2 separate regions of the Sus scrofa genome follow, and region 1 is linked to region 2. Evidence: chromatin contacts called from public promoter capture Hi-C data. All regions are on one chromosome and are shown on one strand. The core of a region is the stretch at or near the end of the contact, and the rest is flanking DNA. Distances in the headings are between cores, read along the strand shown.

Evidence for each region. Promoter capture Hi-C pulls out the DNA fragments that hold promoters and counts their contacts.
Region 1: a contact with region 2 is called in a promoter capture Hi-C map of liver, with 6 times the contacts expected there. The contact joins the promoter of ASNSD1 here to the promoter of WDR75 in region 2. A contact is called at or near these places in 1 of 5 promoter capture datasets (liver), 4 of 47 Hi-C or Micro-C datasets (embryonic fibroblasts, liver and skeletal muscle) and 2 of 2 datasets of contacts at active chromatin or transcription factors (alveolar macrophages and skeletal muscle).

The regions. Positions count from the first base shown.
Region 1 is chr15:94,259,762-94,265,439 of Sscrofa11.1, reverse strand. ASNSD1 (asparagine synthetase domain-containing protein 1) reads right to left here and starts at 3,530. Exons shown (of 6, transcript XM_003133541.6): 1 at 3,171-3,530; 2 at 1,180-1,233.
Region 2 is chr15:93,979,723-93,985,987 of Sscrofa11.1, reverse strand. WDR75 (WD repeat-containing protein 75) reads right to left here and starts at 4,934. Exons shown (of 21, transcript XM_003133536.4): 1 at 4,663-4,934; 2 at 96-225. The coding sequence starts at 4,748. It also overlaps a transcript of COL5A2 not described here.

The DNA of each region.
Region 1 (5,678 bases), core at 2,281-4,780, 280 kb before region 2:
ACACCATTTTTCTTTTGTAATATTACAATTTATTTGGTCAGTCCTCAAGTTTCAGGTGTTACCAATTTTTCACCATTATAAATCAATGTTGTGATGCACTCCCATGTTTTTTTGTTTGTTTGTTTGTTTTAATTTTTTTTTTTTGCCTTTTCTGGGGCCGCTTCCACGGCATATGGAGGTTCCCAGGCTAGGGGTCCAATCGGAGCTGTTGTCGCTGGCCTACGCCACAGCCATAGCAACGTGGGATCTGAGCCATGTCTGTGACTCACACCACAGCACATGGCAACACTGAATCCTTAATCCACTGAGTAAGGCCAGGGATCGAACCTGCAACCCCATGGTTCCTAATTGGATTCATTAACCACTGAGCCACAACGGGAACTCCACTCCCATAGTTTTTTTTTTCCTAAGTATCAATTCCTATCAATAGAACTGCTGTATCAAAGTGTTACATAGTTTTAAAACTTTGGTACATTCTGCCAACTTGCCCTCTAGAAAGTTTGTATGAATTGTACCCTAACTTCTAATATTCCACAAATGACCATATCAGAAATGTCTAACCTGTCAGTTACCAAATAATTTTTAAAATGTTTTAAAGGGTTCAAATCATTCTTCCTTACCTTCAAAATATAATTTTTGGCAAGTATAACTACACATGAAGCAGTAGCTTGATTGTTTATAAATACATTAATAGAAATGGTGTTAAACAACAACAATAAAAGATTTGGAAGCTTTCTGTAAAAAACTCAGGGAAGGGGAAGAGGAAGCATTTATCCTTTTTTAAAAAAAAATTAATTATCTACATTCACTTAAAGGACTAGTTTCTTATCTTTTTAGTATATTTAAATAAAGTTCATTTCAAAAGAAAACACCAAATTCAAGTATAAAACAAAGACTATTAGTGATTACAGCTCCAAGATAAAATAATTAGTATCACTTTGTTCAAAGGTAATGTCAATTGCATATTATGGGGAAAAGATATCATCAACTATGATTAATATATAGACATCCATATATGATACATATACACTTTTCACTTTTGCAATTTAACTAAAAAGATGCTGAAATCTTATAAATTTTGACATAAATCTTATATATAGTTCTTATAACTTTTATATAAGCTAATGAGATATAATCAAACCCTCTGGCATACTGTTCAGAATAATTCTAATAACTTACCCTGTTCTTCTTTAGGTTAGAAAGTTCATCCACAATAATTTTTTGTTCTTTAATCTATTGAAATAAAGAAGATTTTCTTAAATCAGAAGTTAGCAAAGTATGCTCACTGAGGGACCTTTAAAATTAAAAAGATGTGATAAGGGGCTAAAATGTACTGATTGTCCAAATGGACAGTCGGTGAATATATAGATTGTTTTCAACAACAGTGTGTGTGGTGGTGCAAGTGTGGGAAAATTGGGGGAAGAAAGAGTGATCAGACTTGCCAGGTGTTAGATGGCCCCTTGGACCCAGATAGGATATTGGCAACCAGCATTCATATTCAGGGAACAGCCACAGTTACTAAACAAGGTTTATACCTTTTATTTAAAAGTGACAATATGAAATAAAAACATAATTGCACCAAAACCCAAAAGCAATACCATTTTTTTCAATGATTTCACTTAAGTTGTATTTTAACTTTCTTGAAAAATACCAAATGGAATGTGGGGTGGGGTCACTTCTCCCAACCTCATCCCTCTATACCAATGCTTTTCATGACTTATGTCCTAAATGGTGTGGCCACACATTCAGACTAAGCAAGCAGTAGTAAATGCCCTACCGGGGGGGTTGGGGGTGGGGGGCAGTACAACCTATCACTTTTCCTCTCTGCTTTACTCCTCTCTGTATCTCAAAAGCTAGCACAGATGCTGTCACTGTTGAACTAGGTCTCACTTTTTATTAGTAAGAGAAGGTTCAATCAGTAATGGTAGTTATTTTGTGAACAGGACTGATTACATAGTATCACTAAAGCCTCTAAAAGGAGATCCTGTATGATCTTTGCCAGACCTTAAACACCTCAGGGATATATCACACATCAGTATAAGTGGTGAGCTATGGTGATAAAGGGACATCTTTGAAGTGGGCCTTAAATGTTAACCTGATAGGACTTTGTAATGGACTTAAGGGGTGGCTCCCAGATTACTGGCACAGACAGGTGGATAGTTGGTGGTGATATTTTCTGAGGCACAGGATATCAGCAGCAGCTCTAGGGTGGGCAGTATTTCTTCCCTTGTGCAGCAGGTTAAAGATCCAGCGTTATCACTGGAGTGGCCTGGGTTGCTGCTGAAGCACAGGTTTGATCACTGGCCTGGGAACAAACTTCAACATGCCCCCAAGCTCAACAGTATGTAGAAAACCTGGAGTTCCTGTCGTGGCGCAGTGGTTAACGAATCCGACTAGAAACCATGAGGTTGTGGGTTCGATCCCTGGCCTTGCTCAGTGGGTTAAGGATCTGGTGTTGTCATGAGCTGTGATGTAAGTCAGAGGAGGCTTGGATCCCATTGCTGTGGCTGTAGTGTAGGCCGGTGTCTACAGCTCCAATTAGACCCCTAGCCTGGGAACCTCCATATGCCGCTTGTGCGGCCCTAGAAAAGGCAAAAAGACAAAAAAAAAAAAAAAAAAGAGTATATAGAAAACTCAACCATAAATCTCAAAGACATTATGCTGTGTGAGAGAAGCCAATCTTAGAATGACATATGCTATGATTTCATCTACATGATGTTCCCTAAAGGACAAAACTGTTCTGTCATCGGCAGCAGATCAGGCTGCGGCCAGAGCTTCTAGGTGGGGGAAAGCATGGCTATAAAGGGAGTCTCTTGGGGTAATGGAACAGTTCTGTATCCCAATAGTGGTAGTCAAACAAATTTATACATGTGCTAGATTTACAGAAAAGGAAAAAGGTAAATTTTATTGTATAAGGGCTTTTAAAATGACTTAAAAATTTGGGGTTTAAAAAACCCAAAAAACAAAACCACCCAACTAAACCTCCACCCTACTGCTATCTGGGACTAATCTCGGGGCAAGTTTCACGATCTCCCTTTAACTGTAGCTGTCAATGCAGCCCAGTCCGGCAAAGCCGAAATCGGACCACACGGCCACAGTGGATCTTCTCTGAGGACGAATAGCACCCTGTCCCGCGCCTGGGGGCCTTGTCACCTCGTCCCCACACTCACCTTGCGGCTTAGATCTTCCTTTTGAGGGGTCGAGTTGTCAGTGGAGACCAGCCCTGCGCCGTCCTCGTGTTGAACGCCCGGGCTAGGCATCTCCACGGAGCATCAAATACCTGGATGCGCGGCCCGGACAGCGACCCAGCAGTGCGCAGCCTACACCCCCCGAGCGTGTGCTATCCCAGCGGCTCCAGCCCCTCCCTTTCCGTCCGGTGAGTCCTACCAAAGGCTTCCACGCGCTCACTGGAACGCCTGCGCAGTCCGAGCGGGCCTTGGAGCAGTTGCGCGCGTGCGCTCAGATTATTAGCAAGCACGAGAGCAGAGCCTTGTTGTGAAACCTGAGAGGTTTCTGAACTGTCCCCCTAGCGGATAAGAAGTTGAAACACTCTCATAGCCTCGTTACGATTCGGCATCCAGTAGACTGTGAGTTACAGGCGCCTCCCAGTGGTAAATGTGAAGAATAGACGAGCATTCGAAATGCTACTTAATATTTATTATCTAGGCAAGAATATGAAGCTATACACAGATTTAAGAGATACGTTGTTGGTAATAGAACTGTACAGCCTTGATAAAGCTTTTGTTAACTTGTTACTAAGGTTAAAAGATAAATACTGGATTCACAGTTAAATATGAATTTCAGATAAATGAGTAATTTTTAATATAGGTATACTCATGCAATAGTCACAACCTTACTCCTATGAGAAAAATCATCCAAAATTGGCAAGAGATTACCAGGTTTTCTTTCATAGCTTTTCTGGCTTTGACTTTCTATTGACTGGGCTTTTTTTTTTTTAGGGGCCGCACCCACGCATATGGAGGTTCCTAGGCTGGGGGTCAGCTGGAGCAACAGCAATGCCAGATCCTAGCAGCGTCTGGGATCAACACCACAGCTCACTGGCAACCCCAGATCCCCATCCACTGAGCGAGGCCAGGGATTGAACTGCATCCTCATGGATAACAGTCATATTTGTTTCTGCTGTACCACAAGGGAACTCCTGACCAGGCTATTTTATAATTCTGCTAAGGCAGAGGTTAACTGGTAGATTTTTGTGTGACAGATAATGCAAATAATTTCTGTCTGATGGGCCAGATAACCCCACAGGTTGTGACTTATTCTGCAAGATATTAACCAGTTTGCATCTAACTCTGCAGTGTTTTTAAATTAATATATGTCTGCTTTCTCATAAACTCTTTGAATTGGTTTTAACTTCGTGTTCCCTCATTTAACAAAACTCTGATAAATGTTCATTTTATATTTGCACAAGAAACATGGCTTTCTGTTTTTGAAAATTATACTTTAATTTTGGAAATCTTAAGTTTTTACAGAGACACCCAAATGGACTCATATAATAGAACCAAACTTTATGATCAAGAAAGCATACTTCATGGGTGGTTTAAACCCAGGAATATATTAACTGTCTTACAGTTAATCCAAAGTGGTTATAGAACTAAGTTTACTGTCTGTTTTTACTTTTTACTGAATTTTTAAAACTTTGTTTTTGTTTCTGATTGATGCATGGCTAAGTTATTTCACATGGATAGCAATGATTGGGAATTTGGTTTTATGGCCTAACCATTTGGTGATACCTGCTAGGTGATGAAGATCTAATTTCTTTTAGAAATGAGATGACAAAGAATCCAGGTTTTTAGTATTTTTCTTTTTTTATATTAAAGTATAGTTGATTTTAGATGTTGTGCCAGTTTCTACTGTACAGCAAAGTGACCCAGGCATATGTATATATACATTCTTTTTCTCGTATTATCTTCCATTATGTTCTGTCCCAAGAGACTGGATATAGTTCCCTGTGCTATACAGTAGGTCCTCCTTGCTTATCTGTTATAAATGTAATAGCTTGCATCTACTAACTCCAAACTCTCCATCCATCCCACTCTCTCCCCCTCCCCCATGGCAACCACAAGTCTGTTCTCTATGTCTGTGAGTCTGTTTTGTAGATAGTCCCATTTGTGCCATATTTTGTTTATTTATTTATTTATTTATTGCTTTTTAGGGCTGCACCTGTGGCATATGGAAGTTCCCAGGAGAGGGGTCAAATTAGAGCTGCAGCTGCCAGCCTATGCCACAGCCATAGCAATGCCAGATCTGAGCTTTGTCTGCAACCCACACCACAGCTCACAGCAATGCCAGATCTGTAACCCATTGAGCAAGGCCAGGTATTGAACCTGCATCCTCATGGATACAAGTCAAATTCCTAGCCCACTGAGCCACAATGGAAACTCCCATTTGTGTCATATTTTAGATTCCATGTATAAGTTAAATCATATGGTTTTGTCTTTTTCTTTCTGACTTTGCTTAGTATGAGAATCTCTAGTTGCATTCATGCTGCTGCACATGGCATTGATTTGTTCTTTTTATGGCCGAATAGTATTCCATTGTATATATGTACCACATCTTGTTAATATATTCATCTATCTATGGGCATTTAGGTTGTTTCCATGTCTTGGCTATTGTGAATAGTGCTGCAATGAACATAGGGGTACATGTATCTTTTTAAA
Region 2 (6,265 bases), core at 3,685-6,184:
CATAACCTAGAAAGCTTCCCAGCCAAATTCAATTCAAATTTTTCTGGCAACAATAAAACCAAAATTAAAATACTCAATTGTAAACTGTTTAACACCTGTAGATGGTTGCTGGGGTTGAGCTGGATTCCAGTTACCAGATTTCTATGCCCTTGCAAAATGTGTACACATTCTTCTGTAGCTGTGCTAAAAACTTTGATAAAGTCTCCAGAGACACAGAAGATATACCTGTAAATAAGAAAAATAAATTTCACATACTATATAATCTTTTTACTGTACATAAAAAAACCTCTAACATGCAACATAAATTTCATTAAAAATAATAGTTTAAGAACTATACATTCAAATTGTGCTGCTTAAATTTATAGGGATATTTAAGATGTTTGTTTAATCAACTCTAAAAAGTAAATCAATGATGCCAAAGTCACATCTCTGACCTATTCCAGGGGCAGAGGAAATCATCCTGCATAAACAGCCAACTTAACCAAGTTGTTTGTTCACTAACAGATGCAGAATGTGCTAGGCATTCTCTCAGCTATTATTACGCAGTGGTTTTGCTAACAGCAGTGTCCTCCCCTGTTCTCCAACTCTCCATCATTCACTCGGAGTATCAGCTTACAAATGCTAAGTCAAAGATCCTGTCTCAGTGAGGTCTCCTACATAGCAAAGTACAAAAACTTTAGGACAATTCTTTTTCTTATTGTTGAAATGCTGGTTTTGCTTTTGCTTTTCTGGATTAGTGGCTTTCTTCCATATAGCAGAGGCTACCAAATTATTAACTGTGTTTAAGCTGGGGTGGGGTGATAAATTTGGCTTTTTTCATAATATAACCATAAGACGAAACTCAAAACTGCAAATCTAGAATCTCTCAAAAAATGTTTGCTCTCTGCTTAATACACCTGACAATGTACACATCCACCACAGTGCTTTCCCATACACCGTAGAAGGTACTAACTACAGAATCCTTAGACTGGACCTCTTCTCTGTGTTCCCCAAGTACTCCAGCATGATTTGATCAGGCATTTTCAAACTGCGTTGAAATTCCTCATTTATATAAATATCTATCTCCCTTATCTGGCCATAAACTCCTATACGGCAGAGGCCCTATTTATCTTTGATTACCAATGTCCAAACCAGTTTGTTAAAAAGAACCTGCCCAAGCTTCAAAGGTTTTATAAACTACTTAGATAAAATGAACCAGTAAAAACATTATTACAAGGAAGTTCCCTGGTGGTCTAGTGGTTAGGACTTAGCACTTTTACCACTGTGGCCCAGGTTTGATCCTTGATCTGGGAACTGAGATGCCACATCATGCTGCTGCATACTGTGGCCAAAAAGAAAAAAAAAGAAAAAAGAAAAATTAAAAAAACACTCTATTGGAGTTCCTGTTGTGGTGCAGTGGTTAACGAATCCGACTAGGAACCATTAGGTTGTGGGTTCGGTCCCTGCCCTTGCTCAGTGGGTTAAGGATCTGGCGTTGCCCTGAGCTGTGGTGTAGGTTGCAGTTGCGGCTCGGATCCCATGTTGCTGTGTCTCTGGCGCAGGCCGGTGGCTGCAGCTCCGATTGGACCCCTAGCCTGGGAATCTCCATATGCTGAGGGAGCAGCCCAAGAAATAGCAAAAAGACCAAAAAAACAAAAACAAAAACAACTCTATTACAAAATAACCAGAGGTTAAGTCCTCTAATGCTGACCAGGGTTGCTACTACCCTATTTTATAATTTCTAAGACTCTTAATTTTTCATATGTTCATCTTATAAGTGTGTAACCAGGAGGCATGGTTGTGTTCAACTGTTTAATAAGATCAACAAAGTACAAGCAACAAAGCAGCCACGGTATGTGGACTCCCCTTTGGCTGGATCCTCCTCTTCATTCCCTCAAGTTCTTACCATCTCCACCTGGACTACTCTTAAGGGCTTCTTACAGTCTCCAGGTGTGGTCCTTCAATTTACCTTTCATACTCATGAGACTAATTTGACAAACTTGACCATATTACTTCCTTAAACAAAGATTAAATTAAATTAAAACCCTTCAATGTTTTCTCACTGCATTCAGGATATGATCCAACTTCCTAAGACAGACTCCAGTCTGACTGGAACTACTTTTTCACTTGAACAATGTGTTAAGTGGTCCACAACAACACCCTCACTCCCACCCATTAGCATTAACAGATCTTTTAGGCAGTGCTTTATGGAGATGGTGGTGGGTGAGGGTAGTGTTTGCCAAGAAAACTCCCCCTAATTAAGGCTACCTCAGAGGAAAGTAACTTCCTTACTCCTTGGCAGAGAATAATGACTTTGCCTGAATGCAACCCCCCACTCCCACCCCTCAATACTCACCATGCCTTTGCACATTCTGCCTTTATTTAGGAACCCTTTCTTTCTGGCTACTACTTGAAGATTCAGCTCAGGGTTCTTTCCACTGGAAGCCTTCCCTCATCTTCTCATTCCAGATCAGTGCCAGTCACATGTGAGGGACTTAGCTCTGTAACAGCACTTTCCACATACAGGCCTTCCCTATCAGACTGCTACCTAACACCTGCTATGTTTACCTGGTGATTTTACAGGTACTTTAAAGTCTACAGGCCCAGTATGAATCCAACAACTTCTTGTTAATCCTGATTGTTAAATTACTCCAAAACTCTGTCTTTTTTCTTCATCTTCAATATTATCTTAGTTCTGGGCAAAGCCATTTCTTGCTCAGATGCCTGCATTAGCCTTATAAGCCTTGGTCTATAATCATCTAGACTTTTCTCTCATCACTTCCCTTTACTGTATGCTATAAGTATACAGACCTTACACACATGACAACCCTCCCCCAACCCCAATTTCAAGTTGCTCACTTCGCATGATGCCCTCCTCCAATACCATGGAAGGGGCAAACTCCTGTTAATTTTTAAAGATCCTGCAGCGTGAGGGAAACTTCACTGTGTAATGCCTTCTATGCCATCACTGTACCTTTAAATATATTAGCCTACCCGCCTCTCATCTTTCACTGCGTATTATATAGTTTTACACAGTTTTCAGATTAATATTCTTGAGGAAACACAGTCATATTACCCTCCTCCCCCAACACCTTATTAAAAAATGCTCTCTTCGGACCAAACAACAACAAAGAACTGACTCTATGTTCCTTTTCCAATCTTTTTTCCCACTAACCTTCTTCATATACCATGCCTACTAACAGTATCTTAGCTCTTTGTTTATACTGTCCGTGTATCTGGAATGCCTTCCATGCATATCCCCTAGTCAAATACCACACACCTGCCTACATCTAGCCTAGATATTACTTTCTCATCAACCTGCTCCATCCTTCTAGTTTGAAGTGCTGTTTCTCATGGGCTCTCAAAGTGCCACAATGTATGAAACATCTGAGTATTTTCTTTTCCTCACTAGACTGAAAGCTCTGTAAGGTAGGATCAATAGTGGACTTATTTTACTTTTGTCACCTCAGCTTTTTTTTAAATTATGTAGCTGATAAATACTTAAAAACAAACTGTAGACCTTAGCAAATGAGATACAATAGATCCCAATATAATGAATAAGGTGTAGAAAACAGTACACTGGAGGAAGAAACTGGATATAAGTTCAAAGTGGTAGAACTCTAGCAATCTCTTGAAGCTTCAGTTTCTTTCTTTGATTCACAAGTATCAACGAAGCCCTCTTTATTGTAAAGACCAGGGATTCCTTTTTTTTGGCCACTAAGCTAATTTATGAAAGCTCCTTCAGTCACTCATGCATGCATTCAGTAGCTATCTGCTAAAGACCCATAAACAAGATATTGTGGCCATACAAACCTTCACAGACCACTATCTCTACTTTTCTAAAATAGAAAGGGTTTTAATTATCCATCACTGACTGAAAATCTCATTTTGTCACTTATAGATGACGCTGACAATACAGCAGTAATAATAATGACAGCTGACTTACATTGAACCATTAAGTGCCAGGCACTGTTCGATGCGCTAAGTATTTAGGCACTTAATCCTCTCAACAACCTTATGAGATGGATTACCAAATACTCCCGTTTTATAGAGGCAACTGAGGCAGAGATTAAGAACCTGCAGAGGCACAGAATAGATGAACCGGGTTTCGAACCCGCTAGTTTAGCATCCAGCTACACTGAACTCCTGATGAAGGGGACCAGGGCTTAAACATGCTTTTATCCCACACAGAATCTAATATTTTCCACGCAAAGCTCCAAAAAGGTGACCAGAATGGTTTTTTAGGGGGTAGGATATGTGGAGAACTCCCAATAATTAATCGTTCAGGAATTCCAAATCATGATTCGGTCCCAAAAAGGGATACTCATGGTACTGCAAGAACAGCGGCATACATATTTTGTACCTGGATCATTTTCCAGCCGCCCCAACGACCAGCCGATTCTAGACACGTGGGTCCGCTCCCGGGGGCCCCTCAATTTACCTGCAGATCTGGAGAGGGAGAAGCGCGCGCGCCCCAGTCTGCAGTGCCACTGGACTAACAGGTATCTCATTCCTCTTAACAGCTACCGGCTCCTCCTGGGGCCTGGAGTGCTCCGGGCGCGCCCCTTCCCGAGACCAGAACCGCCAGCCCGGACGCGCCGGATAGTTCTTCCTCTCCCCCCCGCTCCCAGGTGGTGGACTCAACGCCCCTCAGCCTGGCGGCAAAGCGCGGCGCACCCATACTTAGAATCCGCAGAGAACACCGCTCTCCTGAAGTTCAATTCGCTGCCGCCACAGCGAACCACGCGGAGACTCTCTTCTGCCACCATCTTCGCGCAAGCGCAGGCCCCGCCCCGAGCTTCCTGGACGGAAGCCGGTTGACAGGGCGTTTGTCCCGCCTACAGACTCCCACTCGGGGCTCTTCTAGGCCTCAGTCTCTATGGTAACTCTTTATGGTAAGACCCTGCGCCTGCAGGGCCATCTTTCGTTTGGGCAACCGCTCATTAGGACGCCTGTGAAGAAAGGTAAAAGTGAAATGTAGTCAAAGACGCAATGCATTTATGTTAGATTCTCCTAAAATTTTATTTAGTACAGATAACTTTCTCTCTGGATTTATCAGTCTGACTATAGCTTCTTCCGCTGAAAGGGAAAGGTGAACCAAACTGTGTCACGTGACCACCGGTCCTTTCCCATCCTCGCCGAGCTTCCCCTTTTTCTGAATCGGGCGCTTCGTGATGACGCCTGCCTTGTGAGCCAAAAGCTTTCTTGGTCTCACGGTTGAGTTCTTGGGTGGGGAGGTAGAATTCTCTACAGTTGTTTGTTTCTCTCATTAGCAGTCTCTTTGCCCTATTCCTCTAAGCGTAGCTCACGTTCCTACAGAATCTTCGCAGCTGCAGAGCCTTGCCTTTTCCTTTGGACATCTAGCTCCTCCGGGATTCTGGTTCTTATTTTTCTCCCCGGTCGGCCGATCTGACATTCCACTCTATCCTGGCCAAATTCCGTGGTTTTAGCTTCCGAAGCCCTGAATGCTGAGAAAGTTAATGTCTCCACATCCGTTTCTTTTTTATAAACGTATGTGTATCATTTTTGTTGTTCCTGTATATTAAGGGGTGCTCATTTTCATTCATTAATTTAAACATTTACCAATGCCCTCTGTACTGGCTCCCTACCACTCCTAAAGGTGAAGAGCCACTGTCAGCGTCACCTTAACAGGAACAGGAGATCTGCCTTGTACGTGGATCTCCTTAGTCTTTCTGGAGGCAAATAATTATTGAGAACCTTCTACATGTGAGACACAGTGCAAGACAAATGTGATCCCTGCCTTATTACCTTCAATGGGAGAGAGAGACAATAAAAATGTTTAATGTGACAATCACAATTTGTGTGCTGAAGAAAATAAAACAGTAATATGAAAGGCCAGTTTCCGAGGCGGTTTAGGCTTAACCTAATGAATATGTGTTTGTTAAGGTAGTGCACGTTAAAAAACAGTATTTTTAAAATGCAACGTTAATACAAATTTGATATAAAATAATTCAGTGCAGAAGTAGAATGGTCTTGGTCCATCCTACACCCCATGAATATCTCTTAACCATTAAAGGTTTGGCGTGTATGTTTCCTGATGTTTTTCTAAGCGTATATACACCTTAACATTATTCTTGAATGTAAGGCACCATGTATCCCTTTTCCCCCTCTATAATGCTTTCACTGCATTGTATACAGATTTTTATCTCTTTTTCTTAATGACTGCATAGCATTCATCGAGTAAATATGCCACAATTAAGTCATTCTCTCAAAGGTGGATAGTCATTTCCATTTTTTCAAAAAGTGGCAAATAGTGATACAGGGC